2 separate regions of the Mus musculus genome follow, and region 2 is linked to region 1. Evidence: chromatin contacts called from public Hi-C data. All regions are on one chromosome and are shown on one strand. Each heading gives the region's core, a stretch centred on a gene start, on an enhancer-like site or on the middle of the called end of the contact. The rest is flanking DNA. Distances are from core to core; before and after follow the strand shown. Region 1 overlaps Gm45968 (a long non-coding RNA gene). Region 2 has its middle 37 kb from the start of Gm23003.

Evidence for each region. Hi-C and Micro-C count contacts between places; a contact is called where the count stands out from the background.
Region 2: a contact with region 1 is called in a Hi-C map of the C2C12 cell line, with 4 times the contacts expected there. The contact joins two enhancer-like sites. A contact is called at or near these places in 4 of 484 Hi-C or Micro-C datasets (the C2C12 cell line, cortical neurons, embryonic fibroblasts and 1 more).

The regions. Positions count from the first base shown.
Region 1 is chr16:55,500,234-55,507,850 of GRCm38.p6, forward strand. The region is part of intron 1 of Gm45968 (a long non-coding RNA gene); the gene reads right to left. Among named protein-coding and RNA genes, the nearest start is that of Mir5118, 9.3 kb to the left of the region's middle. Within about 2 kb of position 4,733, at least 55 of the 459 cell types and tissues checked have an H3K27ac peak or open chromatin away from gene starts, as enhancers often do. A contact at or near this core is called in the C2C12 cell line and embryonic fibroblasts, where this site is marked.
Region 2 is chr16:55,627,950-55,635,566 of GRCm38.p6, forward strand. No RefSeq gene overlaps it. Among named protein-coding and RNA genes, the nearest start is that of Gm23003, 37 kb to the left of the region's middle. Within about 2 kb of position 4,467, at least 51 of the 459 cell types and tissues checked have an H3K27ac peak or open chromatin away from gene starts, as enhancers often do. A contact at or near this core is called in the C2C12 cell line and embryonic fibroblasts, where this site is marked.

The DNA of each region.
Region 1 (7,617 bases), core at 3,483-5,982:
TGGAAATCAGTCTGGCGGTTCCTCAGAAAATTAGACATAGTACTACTGGAGGATGCAGCAATACCTCTCCTGGGCATATATCCAGAAGATGCCCCAACTGGTAAGAAGGACACATGCTCCACTATGTTCATAGCAGCCTTATTTATAATAGCCAGAAGCTGGAAAGAACCCAGATGCCCCTCAACAGAGGAATGGATACAGAAAATGTGGTACATCTACACAATGGAGTACTACTCAGCTATTAAAAAGAATGAATTTATGAAATTCCTAGCCAAATAGATGGACCTGGAGGGCATCATCCTGAGTGAGGTAACACATTCACAAAGGAACTCACACAATATGTACTCACTGATAAGTGGATATTAGCCCCAAACGTAGGATTCCCAAGATATAAGATACAATTTGCTAAACACATGAAACTCAAGAAGAATGAAGACTGAAGTGTGGACACTATGCCCCTCCTTAGAATTGGGAACAAAACACCCATGGAAGGAGTTACAGAGACAAAGTTTGGAACTGAGATGAAAGGATGGACCATGTAGAGACTGCCATATCCAGGGATCCACCCCATAATCAGCATCCAAACGCTGACACCATTGCATACACTAGCAAGATTTTATCGAAAGGATCCAGATGTAGCTGTCTCTTGTGAGACTATGCCGGGGCCTAGCAAACACAGAAGTGGATGCTCACAGTCAGCTAATGGATGGATCACAGGGCTCCCAATGGAGGAGCTAGAGAAAGAACCCAAGGAGCTAAAGGGATCTGCAACCCTATAGGTGGAACAACATTATGAACTAACCAGTACCCCGGGGCTCTTGACTCTAGCTGCATATGTATCAAAAGATGGCCTAGTCGGCCATCACTGGAAAGAGAGGCCCATTGGACACGCAAACTTTATATGCCCCAGTACAGGGGAACGCCAGGGCCAAAAAGGGGGAGTGGGTGGGTAGGGGAGTGGGGATGGGTGGGTATGGGGGACTTTTGGTATAGCATTGGAAATGTAAATGAGCTAAATACCTAATAAAAAATGGAAAAAATATCAGATAAAAAAAAAGAATAGAAATACAATATAGGAAAACACTTAAAGGATTTAGGAGAAAAGGAGTTGAGTCAGCTGGATGGCTCATTGGAGAGGTTGAGTAATAATGTTGCTGTTGTTTGGGGATGGAGATGCAATTCCTGTTTGTTCACTGAGATGAATAGTAGAGTAGATACAGGGAACAGATGGGGAGAGGGGAGAAATACATAGACAAGAGAAGATATTTGCTGGAGAAAATTTCCCACAAACCAAAGTTGAAATAGGGTTTATGAACAAACTGTAGAGTTTGTTCTACAGGAAATAGGATATATAGGACATCTATAGTACCAAGTGGGAAGAAATTTCGAATCGGAGGACCATGATAGAGACCATTTGAGAGTCCAAGGCGATATCTGCTCTAACAAAAAGCAAATTCTGTCAACATGAAAGTAGATTGCAAGACATTTATTATAAAATAGTATAAATAAATAAAAATGTAGAAATAATAGAAGGAAAGCAAGAGAATGTGGAGTCTGTGCCTGTGAAAGAAGAGAGGGGGATGTGCAGAGCCTTCCACTCCAGGGAGAGTCTGGAAGTCTGAGACTAATGGAAAGCTTCTACACTAAGATTTACTTTACAGATGTTTTGCATCTGACATGAGGGTACAGCTCTATTAGACTCTCCAGTCATTGGCCTGGGCAGTGTCGGTGAAGAACCGCCATGATATAAACCTCTGAACCCGAAGTGTGCAGTACCTACAAGCTATCTGGCTACTTCCTGCTTCTGACGGATCCTCAGCAGAAGAGCTCAGTGACAAACCTCTATGACTGCCACCAAAGCACAAAGAGATGAGAGAAGAAGCAAACTACCATCTGTGATGGCAGGTAGAGAATGGGTGATTCTCAGTCAGCGTGAAGGGTCTTTTGAAAATCACGTTCCTGATTCATGTTGTGCTTTTGCCTGGATGTGCATAGATGCTCAGATTTAGGGCCCAGGGCAAAGAGAAAATAATTCCGTCAGGGTAGAAGTCTAAGCCATTGAATACAATAAAGCAAGATAGGGGCTTGAGGTATTTGAGGACGTATGCACAGAAGTGAGCAATAATTGACAGAAAGAAGGACATCATGACTTAAAAAAATAAGTAATCAAAGAAACAAACAAAATCAGTCCCAACAGACAGAAAACAAATCATAAACAGATTGTGCTAAAATAGGGCATAGATGAAATTCAGATACTAAAAAGAGAAGACCAGAAATAAGACCTTATGATTAGTGATCAGAAGATAGGACACAAAAGTTGAGACACTGAATTGTAGTTATTAGAAATAAAGGGCCTTGTACGTTACCAAGACAAGTAATGATGATGGTGGATTAAAGGGCAGTTAGAAAGCGGAGAGAAAATTCAGAACAGAAAGTGGGCAGTTAGAGACCTTACTTACATGTATGTTGAAATTAGCAAAAATAAGAAAAGAATAGTAAAAGGGAAACTAATGAGGAGCTGGCAACTAAAATTCACTCATGAACTAATAATTCAAAGGGCAGTAGTGATGGGAAGTGGAGAATACAGTCTGTGTGATACTTATGGTTTGAGGGAGTGAGGGAGTGTGGGAGAGCAATGGGACCCCCTAAACTGCCTCTAGACCCATGGGTACCAGTGCTTTGACAGCTAAATGAACCTTGGCCGATGGACAGAGCCCTGGAGGGGATAGAATCCTCAGGGCAGACATTGGTTTGGGTCAGGACAGGAAGTTAAAACTAACGTGTCCTCTTTTCCAAGTCTTCAAATCGGTCTTAAATAAACTTTGTTACTGTGCACCTTAAAAAAAAGTAACAAGCATTCAAGGTCAGCTCAAGAGATGTGAACCTGGAAGGTAGCTCGTTTTACTTAAAGAGGGAGCTATAGGTGCTAAAGAACTCAGTGGTTAAGAGTACTGGCTGCCAGTATAGAGGAATGCCAGGGCCAGGGCCAGGAATGGGAGTGGGTGGGTTGGGGAGCAGGGGGAGTGGGGGAGGGGATAGGGGATTTTCAGAAAGGAAACTAGGAAAGGGGATAACATTTGATATGGAAATAATGAAAATATCTAATAAAAAAAAAAAGAAAGAAATGTCTTTTAAAAAAAATGAGTACAGGCTGCTTTCACACAGAACCTGGGTTCTGTTTTCTGCACCCATGTGGCAGCATTCAACCATCTGTAACTACAGTTCCAGGGGATCTATCACCCTCTTCTGGCCTCTGTGGGTACTGCACACATGTGGTGAACCTTCTTACAATCAGGAAAACAGGAAGACATAAAATAAAATAACTTTGAAAGGAACTAGTAAAGAAACAAAGACCTTAGGAATCAAAGGACACAGTCCCTGATTTGGCTAGGAAGTTTGCACTGGGAGGTAATAATATTAGAATGTAGGACATGAGCTATCTGGAAGAAACTAGATCCAAGTTGAGGCCAAAATTTAAATAAATAGATAGATAGATAGATAGATAGATAGATAGATAGATAGATAGATAGATAGATAGATAGATAGATAAAGTAAAACTAGACGGTGGTAGAACTAAAGAAAACACACAGCCACTGCTGTTGGCCACAACTGGAAGGCAGAGTGGAGAAGCCCAGCTTTGCCTCTTCTGACACACTTTGGTCACACCAGTGATTTCTCTCCATTCGGCCTCTTTGGCACCCAGGCCACAGTGGAGCTCTGCCACCTGTACTGGAAGAGAAATGTAGGGAAGGGACCAGGAGAGGAGTCTGCAGGTGATTTGCATAGGAATTCAAGAAGCTGATGCTATGGAGAGCTATTTTCTATGCTCCTGACTTCTAGAAGGCCCATAGGAGCATTTCAGGAATTGGGAAGGAATAAGGTTATACTTTGATGTATAAAGAATCATCTAAGAATCGTGGAAGATAAAAGGGGAGGAGCAAGGACTGAAGGCGCCTACCTGGAATCACACCACTAGGCAGGAGGATCACCAATTGGAGGCCAGCCTGAGTTCCAGAACAAAACCTTATCGATAAAGAAAGGGAATTCACAGATACTAGCAGGAGGGAGTGTGACCCTGGAGACTGGAGCTTCTTGGGTCAAATAGTAGGGAAGTTGCTGGCAGACAAGATCTGTAAGAGCGGGAGGCCTTCTCCCTGTTAGTAGGAGAAGATGCCAGAGCATATACACATGTTAAGGGGGAGAGGCTAGAGAATGTGACAGAGATGAAGAATAGAGATGAACGCAAAGGGGAGAAGAAAAGGGGAGGGCAGGGCAAGGAAACTGGAGAACTCTGGCTGTTAAGTATGTCCGGCATCTACTCCCTGGTTTGGGTAAGAACCCTGGCTGACTTTTATTTTCCTAAGAATCCAATCTCCTCCTTAGGTTCTTGGAATGTAGGAATGTAGTTTAATTTCCCCCAAGTTTTGTTTTCTACTGAATTCTAGAATCCCACCTGATATTAAGGCATTGTTTTGAGTATGAATGTGATTGTGGTGTGTGTGTGTGTGTGTGTGTGTGTGTGTGTGTGTGTGTGTGAACAGTAACTTTTTTTTTTCCTGAAACTCACGACTAACTTCTTCTCTCAGGGGTGAGCTTAAATGGATAACTAAATTTTAAATACATAATATGACGTTATCAGTGATTTTTTTTAAAAGCCCATGTTTCATTGACTTAAGTTGTTATCTGCTTGAGTAAACGAAACCAGGGCGTGACTCACCCTGGGAAAGTGGGAAGTGAGTCTGTGGGAACGCATTTCCTATGGTAACCTTAGAAGACTGCAGTTTGTTGTGCCTCCAGATCCCTAAGCACCAAGACATAGAAACATTTACAGCTTCATCTCTGACCTCCCAAGGGCCCTGCTTCTGCCTAGCCTTCTTCAGTGGGGATGTGTGTCTGTAAGAGCGGGAGACCTTCTCCCTGTTTGTTCTCATTAGTATGAGAAGATGCCAGAGAAGGTTGACTTGGCTGGGTGGAGTGTGTTACTACAACAACCTGAAGTAATCACACATCTTTGGAAAGCACCAAAAATCAGGCACAGGAAGCATAGCTCAGCCATTTAGAATATTCAGGAAGGAACTGGAGGCAAGGCCTAGAAATCAGATGCAGCATGGGGCTGAAAATTAGGGTTTCTATTGTTCACAAATAAATCAAACAATGGTATTTTAAAAATAAAAATGTTGTGTGTGGTGTGTTTTATTTAAAAAAAAAAAGCCAAGAATATGTTTTGTAGACCTCGGATTGGCGTGGTGGGAGCAGGTACCTCAGAAGGCCCGTGCTGAGACATTCCCCTCCCACTCGAGATACCAGCCATATGGTGGGTCTAGTATAGACAGATTTTATTTGGGAACATGGGAAGGGGAGTTGAGAAGGGAGTAGAGGCAGAGAAAGAGAAGGGGACAGAGAGAGACAAAGAGAGAAGAGGCTGGTGGAACATGAAGGGGATAGGGGGAAGGTTAGAGGGGGAGAAAGGGGTTAGGGAGAGTGAAGATGGTCAGAGAGTCAGAGAGATAAAAGGGGCAGAGAGAGGGGAGGAGAAGACAAACAGCCCTGTTTATAGCAAGCCAGGCCTACCTGGTGTTGCCAGGTAACTGTTGAACAGAGCCTAGAAGAAATGCCAACAATGCTTTCATCACCAAAGTAGAGATTTTTTTTCAATGTCTTATTATTTTTGCTTTCACTAAAAATGACTCATACAAGACCTTGGGGTTCTGTTTTTGTTTTTTGTTTTTTGGTTTTTGGTTTTTGGTTTTTTTCCCTCAGTGTACTACGATAGATCCAGTTATTTCTCAGCCTACAGCACTTTGAGTTTCAGTATGGATGTGTCATAGCCTGGCCCAACAACAACAAAAAAAAATTGTCAACAAGACAATGATTGTGAGAGCTAATGGCCACCTCCATTAACACATGCAAATTAAGCATATTCAAGGACTGCTATATAGTCAACGTTTTTGGATTTCAAATATGAATACAGTCCTGTGGTACTCGCTTCCTTTTCTGTGTGAGGACTTAATGTCTTCCCATTTGTCTATATTTGCTTGAGTTCCTTTTAGCTTGGAGATTTTGGGGGAGGGGAGTGAGGAGAGAGAGAGATGGAGAGATGGAGGGACAGAGAGACAGAGAGGGGGCTGTCTTCCTCAATCCCTTTCCACTTTACTTTTCTGAGTAGGGTCTCTCAGTGGGTTCCAGACCTTGGCTTTAGGCTAGCCTGGCTAAGCCTCTTGTGGTAGGATTACACAAGTGTACCACCATATCAGGCTGTTCAGTATAGATCATTGTGCCTTCTTTACCTACTGAGCCTTAGCTCCAGCTCAGTTTCTGGGTCTTAACAACTGAAAAGCAAATCCTTGGCCAATGTTCTGAAGTGTTCCTTCTACGTTTTCTTCTTGTCAGTTATAGTTTCTGGCCTTGTTTTTCTGCTTTTCACCCACTTCAAATCGGTTTCTGTAACTGCCAAAAGTGAGATAGCTGTCTAGTTTCACTTGGTTTTGGGTTGATTTCCATCTCTCACTGTTTTTTGAATAGATTGTCTATTTCCAATCTATATCTTTACTACTTTTGTCAAAATCCAGTTGGTTGTGGATGAGTTTACCACCAGGTTGCCAGCAGTCTGCATGTCTGTATGTCTGTCTGTTTTTATGCTGGTTTGTTCACTCCAGCTTATTACATTTTGATTCAAGATAGTTTGTTTTGTTCTTATTGATCAATATTGAATATTCAAGGAGGGGGTTGTCTTATCAATATTTTTGTTTGTAGTTTTGCAGAGAATTCCCTTGATATTTTGATAGGAGTTATGTAGAATCGGAAACTTGCTTTGAGTAGTGTAAACTTCTTTCTGCATTTTTATTGGGAATCCCATACATACACATAATGAATTTTGCTCAAATTTAACCCCTACTTCCTCCCCCCCACCCCAGTTTCTCCCTAAGCATCAAACTTCAACCTCCCGATTTCATGAATTCACAATTTGTCTTTTTAAAAAACAACTCAGTGTGGCTACTTTGACAACACAGATTTTTCCGATCCACAGCCATGGGTTATCTTTGCTTTGTATCTTGCATTAATGTTTTGTAATGTTTTACTATATCTTTGCTTGAATTCATTCTCACGTAATTGTTGTAGCTACTGTAAATATGGTTGCTTCCTTGATTCCTGTCTGCCATTCAATGATACTACTGACATTTTATGTGTTGATTTTATATCTTGCAATTTTTCAGAATGAAAATATTAGTTCAAATAATTTTAGCAGTATTTGGGTTTTTTTTTTAATTATCCAATGTACATACAAAGAAAAGTAACATCCTTGTTTTGAATTTGAGTGAACTTTCTTTTTCTGTTGTTTGATTGCCATGTCTAGCACCCCCTCCCATTGCTATTTTAAAATAAAAGTACTAAATGTACACATCTTTTTTATTTGAAAATAATTTTTCATAAAATATATTCTGATCACAGTTTCCCCTCCCCCAACTTCCCCCATATCCTCCCTGCCTTCCTACTCCTCTTCCTCTTTCCCCCTCCCTCTCCCCCTCTCCCTCTCTCTCTTCTTCCTCCCTCACAAGTCCCCCTCCTTCACAGGAGCACACCTCTCATGGCCAAGTTCAGTCTGCACCCTTCCAGATG
Region 2 (7,617 bases), core at 3,217-5,716, 130 kb after region 1:
TGAACTCATTAATTTTTCATTCACACAGACAATGTACACAGACACCTAGACATTCATATGCATGTACGTTCTGGTAGGGTTCACCCACCCTGTCTCAATCAACTTCACAAATATTTCTGAATGCTTACATATATATACACGTACACACGTACATATAGACAAACAGACATACACACATATATACATTTGGTGAATGGAACTGAGCCCCAAATAACACAGACATACATTTGGATGTATGAATGCATTGATGCATAGATGGATGGATGAATGGATGGGTGGGGCCAAACCCCCCAAGCCACCACTTTTGTTTTCTGTCTTTTTTATAGGCAAAAATTACCTCATAGATAAAATGTTACACAAAAGAGGAGTTACAGAAGGATGTTGATATTAAGTACAAAGCAGTGCTTCATTCTGTAAGCTCATTATAAGTTCAAAGCAACAGTTTTACATGGCGTCCCTTTATCATACTGCACACTGTGGTTTCATCCTTGGAACTGACATAGAATGAATGCTTTTCCATGATCACAAATTTGTCCCAGGAATAGAATGTGTACATTCTATTCTTGATTCTAACATTATTATATCTTTCTAGCAAAACAACTAAAACCATCTCTTAAAACTTTCTTTCTAAAATTATATGAATCAAATCAGGATTTCTATAAAAACCATTAATTCTTCTAAACAGTATTAATTCATGAAAGTTCATTTTTATGTTGATCTGCAGGAAATATTCCCAATAGGGTGGACTAATGTCCAGAAATCCTTAGACTATGTAATAATATTGACAGGAAAGGCATATCAGCTGCAAGAAACAATCCTGAGATGAAGTCTCTTGGGTCCTTGCCTCTCAGAGCTCATCCATCGCAGACCATGAAAACAAATCAAAATAAAACAAAACAGAGCAAAATGTGGGCCATCTCCAGGAATTTCACCTGCTACTGCTAGCCTTATCCTCTCCTAAATGGCTCCTGATAGTAGTCACAGCAAGTCTGGCTAGCTTAGCACTTAGAGAAAGAAAATATACAGAGTCAACTAACCTGGGCCCCTGGGGGCTCACAGAGACTGAACCACCAACCAAAGAGCTTGCAGGGCCTGGATCTAGACCCCCTACACATTTGTAACAGATGTGCAGCTTGGTCTTCATGTTCTTCATGAGGAATAAGGGAGTATAGGACTCCAAAACCTTGCATTTTAATTTTTTACTGCACAAATAAATTTGAGGGCACAGATTTTTCAGAAACCTCAGTATCTCTCTTGCAATGTTAAGGGTCTCTTCTTTCATACAGACATTGGTTACTTCTGTCTGGTCCTCTGTGAAGCCTCTAGCATCCATTTCTAGGAACGATTATCTATATTCAAGTCCCCACACTCCTAGGTTCCTACCCTCTCATGTTCAAACAGCATAATCATTTCATGGGATACTTTCTCCATCTTCTCCCTACTCATCTTCACAAAGTCTAAAGATCCTTCTCCATGTGAAACTATAGCAGGATCCTCAATGACACCGTGCAATATATTTACCTTTGGACATCTGAGAGGGTTTTGAGATGATCCCAAGAGAACTGAGAGGGAAAGTTTGATTTTTATGAGATATTGAAAATAATTCTTCAAAAACTATATCCTCTGAGAATAGAGACTTTACATAAAGGTACTGACCTGAAGGTAAAAGTTTAATAGGAGGAAGAAAGTCAAAACCTTTACTGTTGCAATAGTTAATCAAATTTTCCTCTGGCTTAGAGCCCATATTATAGCTACAATTAAATCTCTCAGGAGAAAGGGATTGAAAATGGCAATGAAAAGAACAACAGAAAACAGATTTCCATCACATCATGGAAGAAAAACAACTGGTTCTAAAGTGCTATAGAAGCAATCTTGGTGATTTTAGCTCAGTTGTTCATCCTGGTATTATGATATTCAGCTTTAATGGCAAGAGGCACAAGTAGGCAGTGCTTGGAAGGGATTGCCTATCATTGTCTCAAAGTCACCCGAAGGTTGTTGGCACCTTTTTACTTGCCTTGTCTTGGGATGAGCAATACCCAGAGCAAATAATCAATTGCAGTCAAGGTACATTAAAGCACAACAAACCTTCTGTGTGACCTGAGAATGCTCTGACTGTTAGCATGTCCTGGAAAATGGGAGATTTTTTTATTAAAGGGAATATGTAGGGCCCTCCCTACATATTAAGGTATGGGCATTTACACTTCTGTTGTGCCCACCACTACCACCAGCTAGCATGGTAATCCATCCTAAAACAGTCATCCAGGAAAGAGAAATTAATATCTGTTAAATGCTTACTGTGTGTTAGATACTGCAGCACATGAATTCACACACATGTTCTTGAATCTTCACCATTTCTGTAGATTGGGTGCTTCCATCAGCCAATTAAATGAAAAAAGAAAATGAGATTAAAGCACCTGTCTGGAATCACACAGCTGGTCAGGACTGAACTCAGTCCATGGTCACACAGGGCCCTGGCTTTTATCATTACACATCCACTTAAGGACCAGGAAACATCTTCCACTGAGGGCTGCTACCAAATGGAGGATGTCAGCATTCAATTGGTTCAGGACCATTTGTCATTAAGTCCTTTGTCCCAAATGAACTCTGCTGGTCTCTCAATCTATCACTGACTACAGGCAAACCCTATTTAGAGATCCATTATGTTGTTCTCAAGGAAACATTTTCTCAACAGGAAGGAAAAGAGTACAGGAGAGCATCTGAGGAGTCGCAGTGGTGGCTGTGAATCTTCTCATCTGCACCATCAGAGACATCCTAGAAGACTTGAGCTACCATGAGAGAAAAGATCTGAACCTGGCCTTGAGCCTGTGTAAGCTGTGTTCTGATCTGGGCTCTTGTGGCCATTAAAAACAGTCTTTTCCATGGCTTTAAGCACGTGTTGAATTTAGAGAAATTAATCCTGTTTGAGACAAATGAATGTATGGATAATCCCAAGAAGAACTCCTAAGCTCAGTGATACAAGGATAAAACAATAGTCCTGAAGTACGCACACTTTTTTTTTATTGAAGTAAATGGGGCAGGGAGGACAATGCTGATGGATGGTAAAATATAGAGACGGGGAAAAGGCTGAGAGATGCTGATCCTTTGATGTCTCATGGACCCCTCATGTGTTTTAGTCACCACATGCATTGCCATTCCAGTCTTGGTTTACTTCCTGCATGGCCTGCTTAGTAAATGACCCCAACACTCAGCCCATTCTATAACCCTGAAAGCAAGCCCCAGAAGCCACCTCTCTACCCCCTTCCTTGTATGTAGCCAGTCACTGGCTTTTGTTGTTACCCTTGAATTATTTCTCAACTCCTCCCTTTGACTTCTGCCACAATTAAACCACAGGAATCAAAGCCACAATCATCTCCTTCCTTACAGAAAATTTTCTAGTCGGCTCTCTCCACCCTATTCTTAGCTGCATTACGGATGCTTTTCTTCATGTTACATTGGATTTAGAAGAATAGGAAAGGAATTAAAATATTCCCAGTACAAAATACTAATAAGTATTTTAAAAATGGAAGTTTTGCTTTATTTAAAGATATAGTCTATGAGCGTGTCATATTAAATTACTACATCACATGCCATAAGTAGATACCATTCAGTAATTTTGAATGAAAAATGATGATAATAAGCCCCTTCCTTAGTAGACTGGATAACTTACATTAACTCTAGTCGTTGCTATATATGTTCTTATTTTTAATAAATTATTCTTGTAACCCCATGCCTACTTCTCATCTCCATTCTTTCTTCTTTCTCAACAATGCTCAGCCAGTTCCTCTGGGAAGCTTTCCACCACTGACTAATATCAGCTTTTGTGTTCCTCCTGAGAGGTGCCTCAGTTCCCTGTTTCCACTCTCTTGAAGCCAGGTCACATGACTTAACCTCTGGCCCAGGCACCCTCAGAAAGCTGAACCCATTCGTGTTTCTCAGCACACTGTCTGACACACCATAGGAACTCAATGTGTGTTATTGCTGAGAGTGTGCACAGAAGCTAGAAAGCACACTCAGCAGAATGGAGAGAACTGCACTAGAGCTCCTGTGTGAAAATCAGTGCGACTTTAGTCCAGAAAAAAAAAAAAAAACTGGAGGCTCAAAAAGGTCTCCAACTGACATTTTCTAGTAAAATAAATAAATAAATAAATAAATAAATAAATAAATAAATCTGTTTAAAGACATTAAGATCTATCTGCCATCACTCCATACCTCCTGTTCTCCTATGGACACTCTGCTTGGACACTCTGTTTTCAGAGTACATTTCTTTCTCACTGGCCTTCCCAATGATATCATTTGCTGAAGTGCCATAACAGAGGTACACAGTTTCAGCCACAGAAACCCATTGTCCTGCAGATCTGGAGTTCCATCTGTGGTGAAGAGGTTGGCAAGGTTGTTTCCCCCACCCCAAACCCCCGCCCAGGACTCTGAGACACAGTCTGTTACATTCCTCTCTCCCAGCTTCCAGTGGCCTTAGTCATTCCTTGGCATGGTGATGCTGTTTCTCTTCCCCCTGCATCTTCACACTGCTTATCCTCTGTGCGTGTCTGTCTCTTCACATGGCACCTTATTCTCATATTACTCGTCTTAAATAAACATATCTGTAAGGAACTTACTTCCAAATAAGGTCACATTGTGACATACCAGGAGTGTGTGTACATATACATATACACATAAGTGTGTGTGTGTGTGTGTGTGTGTGTGTGTGTGTGTGTGTGTGTGTGAATTTAAGGAAGATACAATTAGTAATACAGATGAGCATTTTATAGCTACCGTTATTGAGGCTCTGCCTTAGGTCCATGCAAACCAAAAATTTTAATACTATATGCATCTAAGGAAAGGAAAGTTCAAATTCATTTCCTATCAACATCTTTAACAGAAATAAGTTTGATGGCACATGAAACATTCCCTTCAATAGTTACTTCCTGTAAAGTTATGTGTGCAAGAGTGCCAAGGGGAACATAAAAGCCCTAATGATGTCTTCAAACACCATGAAGAGAGAAACCCTGGTGGATCAGGGATTTTTATCTAGGGAAAAAATACTTTTAAAGATATCGTCCTTCACAAATGATAATCACTTAATATTTATACAATAGCTATTTATTCTTTACAAGTATATCTTTATCAATAGACAGAAAAATTACTTTCAACTATTGTATTTTAGAATTCTATTACAATGCTCTCAAGGCTAAAATGAGTAACACTGTTTCACACCTTGGTACTACATCCCTTGAATGCTGTGCTACAGTATTGCTAAGAACAATTGGAATTTTCTTTGACTCTTAGTGAGTTTTCATCAGAATAAAGATACAGTTTTCCCTAGGGCAGATGCATTCCTGCATAATTGTTAATGGGTGTGTAGTAAAGGTGGAAGAAAAATACAAGTTTTTAAACGAACAAATTTGGTTAATGAAATACTAATTTTGAATCCAAAGGATTACCACAAATAGTCCTAACCAAACCGAAATCCTCTTCCAGGAACTGAAAACAATTAAAAGACTGTGATTTTTTTTTTCTTATTTACATCCTACAGACGTATTCAGACCAGAGGGTTTTTGATTGCCTGTCAGCGCAGGGAGAACAGCGAACAACTGAACCTAGTTTCTTCATGAGAGTGAATATCTGTGAAATCACTGCAAGGAAAGAAGAGATTAACAAATACAAACTTCTCTTCTGTGAAGAAGGAGGGATATATAATTAGAGTAATTACAGTTTAATCCTCAGGATTATATTGATAATTAGAACAGAACAAATGTGATAAAACAGATCAGTATTTTCAAATGGCAGGTGAATATCTATTAATAGTTTATAGAACCAAATTACTGAGTCACATGTAATAATAAACAAACATGGCTGAGAATATATGTAGCTCAGTGGCAGGAATGTTTGTCTAGTACACCCGAGGCTCTGAGTGCTAATGAATGGTGAAGCCTTTACTAGTTATGAATTCACAGCAGTTATGGCTGCTTGAATAAGACCAAACTAGTAAACATTCCATGATGGATGTCAAGATAACTCCCAGGCTGGAAGCTATTAGCAGCTTATGAATGGCAGGAGAGGGAGGGTCACTTTTATTCAAGGGTGCAACCTTTTATATGTTGCCTGTTCTCGAGGGTGTCCTACACTCATATGCCTGTAAGCAGTATGAATTTGGCTCAGTGAATTATAAAGAAAAAGAAAAAGAAGAAAAAGAAAATATGAAGTGGGAAGAGAGCATGGAAAGAAGCCAAAAAGAAGTTGGAGAAGGTTATAAGTGGATATAATCAAAATGCATTTATATATTTTCAAAAAGAGATAAATAAAATAGTATTTCATGACATCTTTATTCTGAGTTTACTAAGTACCATATCAATAAGATATGTATATTTTACTGAAAATTATTCTCATACGAATTTGAAAGCTACTAGCTATCAACTCAGCTGTTTTGGCTCAAAACTCCTCTCCAAACTGACTGATTCAAATGGACTTCTCTTAGCTTTTGACTGAATTGCTCTGCTTGGCTTCAAACTAATTCTGGCAATCTGTTCGAATTTTCTGGATTCTAACCTTCTGGATCTTCCTCATTCTCTGGCCCCTTCTATCTTCATGTATAACCTGTCTTTGTAAACCTGCCCCCCCCAAAATCAATCTCTCTCTCTCTCTCTCTCTCTCTCTCTCTCTCTCTCTCTCTCTCTCTCTCTCTCTCTCCCCTTCCCCTCCCTGTTCCCCTCTCCTTTTCCCCTCTACCATCCCCCATTTATCTCTGAGCTTCTCTCTTAAGAGACCTCTCTTTCCTGGACTGTTCTTAAGAGGGATGAATCCTTTCTCTGATTCATTCCATCAAATTTTTTTCTCTTATTCATCACTTTGTTACTCAATTAAAAGTCACTTCCAAACATGGCTGCTTCCTCCTACAAATTAACTTTGCCTGCAGTGTGTGGGATTAAAGGTGTGCACTAAGGTCCTGTCTGTATTCCAGCCAAAGGGATTAAATGTGTGTCATTCCAGTCAGATCACACAGTCCTAGGTCTTTGGATGTGTTCCTTTGCCAAAGCAGGCATGTTGCTGGATAAAATTTCTCTACACTACACACTTGAGTCTGAGAAGTCGGAGGCCCAAAGCCCAAATAGTTGGCTAAGACTGACTCCTATCTCTGAGAGGTATTTTGTCTTCCTTCCCTCCAGAAATGGAGTAGGCAGATGTCAAAGGGAAATGATGAATCTCTAAAAAATCTCACACAAATAACATTATAATATCTTGTAAAAAAAAAAACTGAACCAATAGCATCTAAGCAATATCAGGTTTAATTTACCAATATAGTTGCTGACTATATACCAAGAAAGGAGAGGATAAAACAGGACTCTGGGCCGTGATTCTCCCTGAGGGAAATAAACAAAACTGCACCAGAGCCCAGAGATTGAGCTCTAAGCTCAGATAAATATTCTCACATAGTACAGATTCCAACCTATAGCCTCAATTTTTAACGTGTCTAAATATTGTTTATGGTATGTGCAAGATTGCCACAGAGAAAAATGGCATTTATATAATCTGATATGCTGTCAATTTAGGAAAAATAAAAATACCGACTAGATTATTTTTTCTCCCAAACAGAAAAAAAACTCCTTATATTATGGGGATATA